Regions from separate parts of the Macaca mulatta genome. Here region 1 is linked to region 2. Evidence: chromatin contacts called from public Hi-C data. All regions are on one chromosome and are shown on one strand. Each heading gives the region's core, a stretch centred on a gene start, on an enhancer-like site or on the middle of the called end of the contact. The rest is flanking DNA. Distances are from core to core; before and after follow the strand shown.

Region 1 (5,855 bases), core at 2,589-5,088, 510 kb after region 2:
ACAACTTAAGAACTAGAGTTTAACAAGTAATTTTCTTCATGCCTAAGGTCAGTGTACAGAATGACAAGCCAGAAAATGTCCATTTTCCCCATGCGTCCTTAGCAAGCATTTTAAAGGTGACAGCTCAGAAGAGGCGGGGGAGAGGGCAATGGTTAAATCATTTATCAAAAGTCATTTTATTGACAAAATATAATACTTATATCTGTTCTTACAGGGGTAAGCCTCTAAACTTTTTACAAAATCATGTACACACTGTATATCTTTGGATATATACATATTTTACAGTTTTTTTTTTTTTTTTTTTTACAATTTAACAAATAATTATATAAATACATCCTCTAATGTAAGAAACCCGTATTTACTTGGGGTGTATAATTAAGACATTTCTTGTTTGTTTACTTAAGGCATTTGCCTGGTCATTAAGAATACCCAAACCGTGCAATCCCATCAGGTCGCGGTCACCCCTCCTCCAGGGTAAGTCAGGGGTGGGAGTTTACGTAAGAGAGTCGAGGGAGAAAAAGAGGTTCTCCCAGGTGAAATCTGGGTATCTGACTGCAAACCCAGCCAAGTGCAGCCAGGGAGGGCTCCAAACCTCGGGTTCTGGAAACGCCGCAGAGTCCACCCTCCTCAGCCAACAGAAATTAACTCGTGGCGGGAGGAGCTCCCCGCACATCAATGGAGGAATAGGGGCTGGGTCTGGGAGGCTTCAATGCCAGGTACTTTGTTCTAAGTGAGTCATTTAAGTCCCAGCTAATGGATACCATTAAGAGTTCATTATCATGCTAATAGCAATCAACACTGTGAAGGGGTGGGAACCTCAGCCCATCAAGTGTCCCTTCGCTGCACTTGGTCTCCTCGCCCCCCTCCCCACCCCTCCTGGGCGCCGCCTCCCCTCCGCTCAGACCTGGGACAATGGCATCTGCTTTGGATAAGACACGGAGCTGGCCGTGCCCGACCGCCACGTCAGGCCGGTGCTGACGTCGCTGTAGAGAGAGCCCGCGCCACCGCCTGGTCCCCCGCCGCCGGGCCCCCCGCCGCCACCGCCCCCCGGCCCGCCGCCGCCCCCAGCGGCCGTGGCGCCCGCGCCCCCGCCCACTGCGGCGCCCTTACTGGCCCAGCAGCAGCGGGTGCACAGGGAGCGCCAGGACTCCAGCGTCTTGCCGGACCAGACCCACACGCCCGAGGTGATGCCCACCACTAGGCACATGAAGTACTTGAGCATGAAGACGGCGTAGTCGGGCCTGCGCGCCTGGTCAGGCTGTAGGTCCCGCAGGCACGGGCAGTTGTGCGTGGCCTCCCAGCGCGGGCGGTTGTGCTGCTCGTAGAAAAGGCAGGCGACCACCACTGCCGCGGGCACGGTGTAGAGCACGGTGAACAGGCCCAGGCGGATCATCAGCTTCTCCAGCTTGTGCGTCTTGGTGGGGCCGTCCTGCTGCTTGATGACTGAGCGGATGCGGAAGAGCGACACGAAGCCGGCCAGCAGGAACATGGTGCCAATGAAGAGGTAGATGACCAGCGGCGCCAGCACGAAGCCGCGCAGATTGTCCAGGCTCTGGTTGCCCACGTAGCAGATGCCCGCCACTGGGTCGCCGTCCACCGAGCTGAGCGCCAGCACCGCTATGGACTTAACGCTGGGCACGAGCCATGCGGCCAGGTGAAAGTACTGCGAGTAGCCGGCGATGGCTTCGTTGCCCCACTTCATGCCGGCCGCCAGAAACCACGTGAGCGACAAGATCACCCACCAGATGGAACTGGCCATGCCGAAGAAGTAGACTAGCAAGAAGACCACGGTGCACAGCGCGGGGCCGGTGGTCTCATAGCGCACGTGCTGCTCCACCGCGCCCAGCTCCTCGTACTCGCCGCGCCCGCCCGGGCCGCCCGCGCCCGCGCCCGCCGCGCCCGCGCCCGCCGCCGCGCCGCCCGCGCCCCCCGCGCCCCCCGCGCCCGGCGCGCCGCCGCTGCACGCCACCTTCTCGTGGCCCGCCACCAGGCGCACTAGGTAGCCCACTGACACGAAGAGGTAGCAGGCCGAGAGAAAGATGATGGGCCGCTCTGGGTACTTGAAGCGCTCCATGTCAATGAGGAAGGTGGAGACGGTGGCGAAGGTGGACACGAAGCAGAGCACCGACCACAGGCCGATCCAGAAGACCGTGAAGGCGCGCTCGTCCTGGCTGAAGAAGGGGTTGTGGCAGGGCAGCGCGCAGTTGGCGATCTGGCCTGTCTTGACGCGGTTGTAGAGCGGGTGGCGCTCGCTGGACACGCTCACCATGGGCGCGCGGCATTGGCACCCGGGCTCGCAGGGAGCCGCGCCGCCGCCAGGGGGCCGCGCCTTCCCGCCACCGCCGCCACCGCGAGCTGGGGGCGCCGCCGCGTCCCCGCCGCCACCGCCCCTGCCGCCGCCGCGGTGCGGGGGCCTGGCCCCCGGCGGGCGGCCGTGGCCGCTGCCCGAGGGCGGCTGCTCGCCGGGCGGCGGCGGCGGCAGGCGGCGCGGGGGGCTGGGCGCGGCGGTGGTGAGGTCGGTGCGGTTGTAGTCCATGCACAGCGTGTCAGGGTTGCCCTGTTCGGGCAGCCGGTCGCAGCGCATGCGGTCGGGCCAGGCGAAGCCGTACTGACGCATGAGCGGCGCGCAGCCGGCCTTGGCGCGCTCGCACACCGAGCGGCAGGGCGGCAGCGGCTTCTTGTAGTCCTCCAGGCAGATGGGCGTGTACATGCTGCACAGGAAGAACTTGAGGTCGGGCGAGCACTGGATCTCCACCAGCGGCCAGAACTGGTGCACCTCCAGGCCCGCCTCGTCCTGCGTGTCGTGGTTGAACTGGTTGGGCATGTAGGTGTAGTTGTAGCCGATGCCCTTACACAGCGGCACGGTGATCTCTTGGCACGCCAGCTCCTTGGCCGAGGCGGCCGCCGCGCCGCTAGAGCGCTGCAGCAGCGCTAAGGCGGCCAGCAGCGAGGTCACTTCCAACAGGTAACCCCACTCCATGCTGTGCGCCTCGGCCCGGTGCCCTCGCCCTCCAGGCGGCGCTCAGAAGGGTGCCGGAGGGGAGGGGGCACGAGAGAGCCGGAGACGGGGAAAGCCGGTGATCTGGGATCTCCCTTATGCCTCGCCCGGGAGAGGAGTCTGCTGATAATCTAGCCCCTCGTAGGGGCGCGTCGCAGCCTCGGCAGGGCCCTTCCGCACTCCTTTCCGCCGCTCCTGGGATTTGAAGGCGGTCGCAGGCGCGCGCCACAGTCCGAAGGTCCTCTCTGCTCGCCCCAGGTCGCGCTCAGCCCTCGCGGCGCAGAGCGTCCGGGCTTCGGCTCATCGTCCCGCGCTCGCTCGCCTCCTCTCCGCGCGCCCGACCACTTCTCCCCGCCGCGCTGGGCGGCGGTGACTCCGCCGGGCACAGAGGGCGGCGGCGCTGCAAGTTTCCTCTCGGGCCGCGGTGCGCAGTCAAGATGGCTGGGCCCGGCCGTTCGCCGCGCCGGGTCAGCCCTGGAGGCCACCGCTTAGCCCCCGGGGGCTCATGCCCGCCCCCAAGGCCGCGCCACCGCCGCCGCCGGAGTTGGGGACCCGCCTCGGCCCAGGCCGCCGCCCTCTTTCTCCGGCGTCCGTCCTTCGTCCGTCAGCCCCCTGGACAGACGGACCCCCGCCACCAGGAAAAGTCAGCGCCGCGCTCCGTCCGCAGTCGGGCGAGGCGCACGCAGTCTCCTTCCTGCTGGACACCCAGGAGCAAATCCAGACCGGAAGGCGGAGCGGACACCTGAGTGGCGCGGCCCGCGCCCAGCCGCCGCCGCCGCCTCCTCCTCCTCCTCGGCGGGAGCAGCGCCCTTCGCCCAACTTCCCGGCTCCAGCCCCGCTCAAGCCGCGCGGCCGGCTCATGAATATTTATACAGCGCGGACTCGGTCTCCGCCCCCAGCCCCGCGAGCCAATCGCCGGGCGGCGGGGCGGAGTCCACGCGCTCCCAGGGCTCAGCCTTCCTTAAGGCAGTCCCCGAGTGTCCGCACCGCTGTGCGCGTTCTCTGCGGATGGAGAGTTTTGGTAACCTTGGGATTGGCCGCAGAGACAGAGTGTTGGCCACGGCTGTCCCCATGGCGCTGAGTGCGTCTGAGGTCTTGGTGCCCTTTCCCCGAGTCTGCCCTTGGGGACAGGGACGGGGTTTGGTGTAGCGCACGCCTCTTCGCCGCGTTTCAAACCAGCCAGGCCCCTGCTGCCACCCTCCGCGAATGCGGGTGATCTGCGGGCGGCGGGGGTCTCGCACTCCTCCGGGCGGCGCGGAGGTCCCGCAGCAGGCGAGTGCAGGGGAGGCCTGCCGGGGCGGTCTGCCGGGGCGGTCTGCCGGGGCTTGGCGCTGCAGAAGACCCGGGAACGGGTGTCCTCCTTGGGGTTCTCAGAACGATGGTTTCTGAGGCTTGGAGATGTGGGGGTTGGGGGGGGAGGAGTGGAGTCATTCTAAACTGGAGCTGGACCCAGGACGGCCCAGGTGAGATGCCCCGGAGCCCAGCCTTGGGCGCGCGAGGGGCGCGGGGGACAAATGCCCGCCTGAGACTTTTCTCCCGCCTCCGCTGCGTGACCCGGGGGAGCCTCAGTTTCCCCACCTCGAGAGTTGGGTGATCATAGCACAGATCTCTAAGGGGGCTTTGATAATTAGGTGAGATAAAATATAGAAAGCCCCGGGACGCCGTGCTTTCTTAGGAAAAAACATTCTATTTCTTTTTAAAAATCAAAACAAACCCCGAAACTTATAAATAGGACAGACTGGAAACTCTGGGGCTGGATTCCCTGCCTTCGCTTGGTTCTTTCAGGACGTCTATTCATCCATCCCAAGTTCACAGGCTTTTGCCAGAGCCTCCTTTTCTCTGGTGGGAGGCGGCGCTGCGCTCTGGCGCGGACTCCGGGACACGTATCTGCGCTCTGCACGAGGCCGGAGCCGGACCCGGGCTGCTTTTAGCAGCCGCTTGGGCCACCGCCAGCGAACACGGTCCCCGCCGGCTCCGCAGCCACCTTAAGACCGACCGGGAGGGGGGCTGCGGGCGGCCCGGGCCGGCGGCCTGGCAGGTTCATTTACGCTTGTTAGGGCGTCCCAGGGGGCTGTCTTTCTCCTGGAATGGAGTGTTTATTTTTTAATTGATGTGCTGTTTCATTTAGCGCTTGTATGGAACTCATGCTGGGGCAGTAATTACTGTAATCTCGGGAACAAGCATTTCAGTTAGCCAGGAGGGTGGTAGAATATGTTTCTCTCTCTCTCTCTCTCTCTCTCTCTCTCTCTCTCTCTCTCTCTCTCTCTCTCCCCCCCCACCACCACCTCCCTCCCTCCCTCCTCCCTTCTCCCCATCTCCGTCTCCCTCTTCCTCCCTCCCTCTCTTCTGTCTTCTTCCCTCTCTCTCTCCCCACCTCTTCTCTCTCTCTCTCTCCCCCTCCCTCTCCCACCTCTTTCTCTCCCTCCTCCCTTCTCCCCTTCCCCTTCTCTCTCTCCTTTCCTCCCTCCCTTTTCTCTCCGTTCTCTCACTCTGTTCTTGTTTCAAGATTTTTGCTATTTGCCAGGTTTCACACCGGAACAAGTACAGTTGGAGAACAAAAGTTGCAGAGGGCGTGGGGACAGAGCAAAACAATTAAAGGCACATTTGAGGCCAGTTCCGGTTTTCGGGGCGCTGCTGGTGGTGGTGGTAGTTGGTGGTTGTCCGTTCAGAAACAACTCTTGTCATAAAACAAAAATAACCAGCAGTATTTGTAGATTGCTTGAGCTGATGGCATCTATGTCTTTCTCCTCTTGCTTTCTGTAGCTCAGTTAGCAACCTCATTATGAAACATGTTACAAGTAGACTGTCAGACCGCACCCTGCCCCAGCGCCCCGTTTTTGGCAAGTTCTGTGTTCTA
Region 2 (5,978 bases), core at 2,790-5,289:
AGAAATCATATTACCAGAGCTATATCTAAGGAAAATGAATCAAACAGAAATGCTTAGGATGAACTATACTGGAAGTACCAGACAGGTAATAGTGGGAATAAAAAAAAAGGGATGGGTGCAAGTTTCTACAGGCAAAAGCAACAACACTTAGCATTTAGCACAGGGCCTGGAACATAGCAGGCACTTCAAAATATTTTCTATGTGGCTCCTGAATGACATGAGTAGACGAACGACCAAAATGATTTCAAGGTGTAGAGGCAGGATGACAAGGAGCTGAAAAGTGCCATTAACATTGCCAAAACAACAATAAAAAATCAAGATTCAGGTATGAAAGGGGAAGAAGACGAGACATGTAGTTTTGAACCTATGGGTTGGAAACGCTCATGGGCCACGGAAGTGAGAACTGTTAGGTGTTCGAAAATGTGATCTGGTGCTAATGAATGAATTTGGAAGGTTTGGGTATAAATGCTAGAATTATCTTTCAAAAAAATGGGTATGATTAGATAACTAAGGAAAATACTGTTTGAGGACAGTATAGAAGATGATGTCCAAGGACAGAAAATTAGTAACTGTCTACACTAGGGAGACAAAGATGAGTGAAACCATGAGAGCCAAGTATCATGAAAATTCAGGAGGGAGACTATATTAAGAAGGCGGCAGGCTTATGCCTGTAATCCGAACACTTCGGGAAGCTGAGATGGGAGGATCGCTTTAGACCAGGAATTTGAAGCTGAATGAGCTATGATTGCACCACTGCACTCTAACCTGGGTGACAGAGCGAGACTCTGCCTCTAAGTAAATACATTTAAAAAAGAAGGCAGCAGTCATTGGTACTATCAGATGAGGAAAATAGGTCAAGTAGAATGAAAAATGAGAAAAAGTCATCAGATTTAGTAATCAGAAAGGGGACAGATTTAGTAATCATTCCAAGTGCAATGGCTCATGCCTATAATCCCAGCACTTTCAGAGGCCAAAGTGGAAGGATTGCTTAAGCCCAGGAGTTCCCGACTAGCCTGGGCAAGAATGAGGCCCCATGTCTACATATAAAAATAAAAATTAAGTTAAAAAAAAAAGAGAGGGCCGGGCGCGGTGGCTCAAGCCTGTAATCCCAGTACTTTGGGAGGCCGAGGCGGGTGGATCACGAAGTCAGGAGATCGAGACCATCCTGGCTAACATGGTGAAACCCCGTCTCTACTAAAAATACAAAAAACTAGCCGGGCGTGGTGGCGGGCGCCTGTAGTCCCAGCTACTCAGGAGGCTGAGGCAGGAGAATGGCGTAAACCCGGGAGGCGGAGCTTGCAGTGAGCCGAGATCGCGCCACTGCACTCCAGCCTGGGTGACACAGCGAGACTCCCCGTCTCAAAAAAAAAAAAAAAAAAAAAAGAGAGGGAAGAGAGCAAAAATTTGGCAGGAAATAACAAACGAGTGGGTGGTGAGGAAGTGAATACAGCCCCTGCCTTGCCTTCCTCTCTTGAGAAATCTGATGGTGAGGGGATGGCAAGGGATGGAGCAGTAAGCAAATGGGCAAAAAATGAAATGTAAATGTACAACCTGGAATTGGCAACTCTGTGGCCTTCCTTATAGGGTTAGCAGTGCCAACAGTTTTCAAGAGGCAAGATACACATTTGTAGGGAATGAAGGAGCCAAGAGGACGAAAAAAGCTGCAGGTATACTCGTGGTAATTCAGCAAGATCTGATATGGGAAAGAAATGACATCTAACTTACAGTTGGATTTGGAAAGGAAAAGAGGCGCTCCTCCCGACCCAGAAAGGGAGGGAAAGTTGAAGTTATTTTGAAGTGAGGAGGGAGGATAAGGGTGTGACTGACAGCCTGTATTTTCTCAGAAAAGTAGGTGACCTACTTGTCCCTCCCCACCAGAGAATTAACTGTCACCTAGGTGAGGAGCCCCAAAAGCTAGACACTGGACTAACACAAACATGACTAGGTTTTTAAGTACTTATCTTATGGCAGATGTTTTTTTAAAATCTATAATAACCCTAACAGGTAGGTACTATTTTTCTTCCCATTTTAAAATCTTATGCTTCCCTTAAGAGGATATGAAACTTGCCCACAGCTAACAAGCATACATTTAAACCCAGATCCAACTGCATGGTTTTTTAAGTCTATTACATCTTATGTCAAGGGGATAGCAGAGGCCATGAACTGATGGGCTTATAAGTATGTGTATCTCACCTCTAGTACTGATCTTTGTAAAAAAACCAGATGAACAAAAAAATATGGTTTGTGCTTTCTGAATTTTATAATTAAGACTACATACATATGGGAGTAAAATACTGACAAGAAAGGAAACAGTAGAGAAAATACTTTGCAAATAAGAAATTGCCGTTCCTTTGATTTTTTTTGATTCATATGAACTTCTGTTACACAGACAATTGTTGTGGACACAATTCCCTTTGACCTATGAAAATTAGATTTGAACAAAGGTTCAGATTGGATTTAGATTAGGTCCTGCTCAGTGAAAATTATGAAAACACTGACACTACAGTAACTGATATGAAAGAATACAATAAATCCTCACTTAACATTGTCAATAGCTTCTTAGAAACTCGTTTTCAGTTAAACAATGTACAATGAAACCGATTTTTGTCATCAATATTATAATGAAATGAAGACAACATTGAATGAAATGTTTTTTTGTGGACCTGCTGTAAGTTGTTAGGCTAAAAATCATGGTTTCTAAGAACCTATCGTTAAGTGATGACCTACTGTACTCTATAACCATGCTGCTATTCTTTATTCCTGACATCTCATTAATTTTTTTTTTTTTTTTGAGATGGAGCCTTGCTCTGTCACCCAGGCTGGAGTGCAGTGGAACGATCTCTCAGCTCACTGCAGCCTTGACCTCCCAGGTTCAAGCGATTCTCTTGCCTTAGCCTCCCAAGCAGCTGGGACTACAGGTGTCTGCCACCACTCCCGGCTAATTTTTGTATTTTTAGTAGAGATGGGGTTTCACCATGTTGGCCAGGCTGCTCCTGACCTCAAGTGATCTGCCCATGTCTGCCTCCCAAAATGCTGGGATTACAGGCGTGAGCCCCAGGCCGACCTTTCTAATCTTAAAAAAAAAAAAAGAGAGATGGGGTCTCACTGTGTTCCCTAGGCTGGTCTCCTGGGCTCAAGCGATCCTCCCACCTTGGCCTCCCGAAGTGTTGGGATTACAGGCCTGAGCCAGCGCGCCCGGCATGCGGAGCATTTCCAGCCAAACACTGGGATAAACTGCAAGAAACGACCCTAAGAAGCAGGTGAATTGTCTCAGGAGCTCAAGCTTCCTTTGGAGAAGGACTCAACCAGCTGTGACTGGCTGTGAAGACAGAGGAAAAGGGCCTCTAGTTAAGGCATGTAGACAGCTTTTAAAAGTCAGAAGAAGCACGCCCGTAGTCCCAGCTACTCAGGAGGCTGAGGCGGGAGGATCACTTGAGCCTGGGGAGATAGACGTTGCAGAGCCGAGATCACACCACTGCAGTCCGGCCTGGATAGAGGTGAGACGCTCGCGGATCTTGGCTTGGGGTTGGCGGCTTTAGGAAGAAACTAACCTCGAGACCCTGAGGACCTGGCGACAGCCGTTACTCTGGCTGACAAATCATTGGACTTCCGGCGCACGCGCGGCGCGGCGCGGCAAGGCCAGCTTTCGATTTCCAGCCTTCCCCCGGCCCCTACCTTCCGCCCCACCTCCAGGCTAGTTCCTCCTCTTGGCCCCGCCCCCTGACCTTACTTCTCCCCACCCCTAGGCCCCGCCCCCTGATCCGCTCCTTCCCGCCGCCCCTCCCCCGTTCCATTTCATTGTTGGATTGTGGCGCCTCACTCCTGCTGGCGGCCGGCAGGGGGCGGAGTTCGAGCCTGGATTTTTTCCTCGGGGCGTCCCCCGGGAGGCCGTCCCGGCGTGGGGGAGGGGAGGGCGGGGCGGGAGGACGCGGTTCCGTCGGCTGCAGCGCTACTTTTGGTCCGGGGTCGGCAGGGAGGCCGCGGCTACCGCATCAGAGCTGACGTGGGGACTACGTGGGGCCGCTGCCGGCGCCGGGTTGCTGGGCGGCGGCGCCGCTGCTGAGCGGCGGTCGGGCTCGCCGTCTCCACCTCCTCGCGTCCGTAATCAGTGACGAGGTCCGCTACGTAAATCCCTTTGCGGCGGGTAAGTGGTGCGCCAGCCCCGGCCCCGAGACCCAGCAGCCGGCGACGCGGCGCAGGAGGCGGAGGTGGAGGCAGGAGGCGGAGCGGAGCCGGGGGCGGTGGAGCAGCGGAGGCCGAGCGGAGCCGTGGGTGGCGGGCCGGGACCCCGGAGCCGGGCGGAGGTTTGGCGGGGAAGCCGCGAGTTCACCTGACGCGGCCCCTCGCTTGGCGCCCCCGTGGCCGCTGCCTTCTCGGCCCACGCCCGCTTGGTCAGCTCAGCTGCCCCGGGACCCGCCTGCCTCCTCGCGAACTTGGGACGAGTTGGAAAATCCGCCCTGAGAGAGCCTTGCGGCTCAGGGGAGCGGTTTAACTCGGAAAAGGAAAAGGAAGCCAGAAGTAAGGACTTCGGATTTCAGTGCCCACAGCGCCTCTGCCCCACTTTGCGAGCTCAGTTCAAACTTCAGCGAACGCAGCCCGTTTTTCCCAAAACCCGGCCGGAGGGCCTCGTAGCTGAGTCATTCGGTCCCGGGCGCGGGCAATCTCAGGAGAGGGAAGGGCAGAGCCGCGACCGCTCTCGAATGGCGCATTTTCCCTTCTGTCTGAGTCTTACCTTTTTAGGGCCATCTGGTAAGGTTTCCAGAGCCTGCTGAATTTGGGGAATAAACACATTATTAAACATGCTTCTTTTTTTTTTTTTTTGAGACAGTTTTGCTCTGTTACCCAGGCTGGAATGCAGCGAGCGGCATGATCTCAGCTCACTGCAGCGTCTGCCTGCTGGGTTCGAGCGATTCTCTTGCTTCAGCCTTCCGAGTAGCTGGGATTACAGGCATGCGGCACCACGCCTGGCTAATTTTTGTATTTTTAGTAGAGCTGGGGCTTTTACCATGTTGGTCAGGCTGGTCTCGAACTCCTGACTTTCCACCCACCTCGGCCTCCCAAAGTGCTGGGATTACAGGCGTGAGCCACCGCGCCCAGCCTCAACATGTTTCTTAATCCTGTTGCGTTTTATTTGTATATCAGATACCTGAGTTTGAAATCACTTAGGGGTTTTCTGCATGCTGCTCAGTGAAGCAGCTGTCAGTTTGTAATCACATTTTAAGAAATTGTGACTTACAAGGCCAGTCTCAAAGTGTCATTGAAACTGAAAGAGCCCGTTTAACAGTGTGGTTTATGTACGCGACTCAGTTTTCTTTTCTATTTAATTTGCCGGGCGGATGAGAGTGCACCTTTCCCTTGACACAAAAACCTAGATTGAACAGTGAGAGGTCCGCTATGAACATTGTATCAGATTACATTAATAAACCACGCTGTTTTGTTTTGCTTTTGCTTTGAGCACCACGTTTTTTTCCTGGTTTTTTTTTTTTTTTTTTTTTTTTTTTTTTTTTTTTGAGACAGGGTCTATGCTCTGGCGCCCAGGCTGGAGTGCAGTGGCACGATCTCGGCTCACTGCAAGCTCCGCATCCTGGGTTCATGCCATTCTCCTGCCTCAGCCTCCCGAGTAGCTGAGACTACAGGCGCCCGCCACCACGCCTGGCTAATGTTTTGTATTTTTAGTAGGGACGGGATTTCACTGTGTTAGCCAGGATGGTCTCGATCTCCTGACCTAGTGATCCGCCCGCTTCGGCCTCACAAAGTGCTGGGATTACAGGCGTGAGCCATCGCACCCTGCCTTTTTTTCTTAGTCTTGATTCTGTTTTTGGATAACAAACTTTCCCTTCCTAAGTCATAGTAGTCTTAAAGTCTTTCAATCTAAAGTAATTTTTTTCCCAAAGGAAGGCTTGCACGCAATATGTTTGGCCAATAAATGCTAAGTATTAAAACTGATGTTTAAAGAACTATGTATTGATCCCGACACA

The links. Hi-C and Micro-C count contacts between places; a contact is called where the count stands out from the background.
Region 1: a contact with region 2 is called in a Hi-C map of fetal cortical plate, with 3 times the contacts expected there. The contact joins the promoter of FZD8 here to the promoter of CREM in region 2. A contact is called at or near these places in 2 of 14 Hi-C or Micro-C datasets (fetal cortical plate and liver).

The regions. Positions count from the first base shown.
Region 1 is chr9:37,043,472-37,049,326 of T2T-MMU8v2.0, forward strand. It overlaps FZD8 (frizzled class receptor 8), which reads right to left and starts at 3,839. Exons shown (of 1, transcript XM_015146845.3): 1 at 1-3,839. The coding sequence starts at 2,980. The coding sequence ends at 899.
Region 2 is chr9:36,531,963-36,537,940 of T2T-MMU8v2.0, forward strand. CREM (cAMP responsive element modulator) reads left to right here and starts at 4,040. Exons shown (of 4, transcript XM_077946243.1): 1 at 4,040-4,144.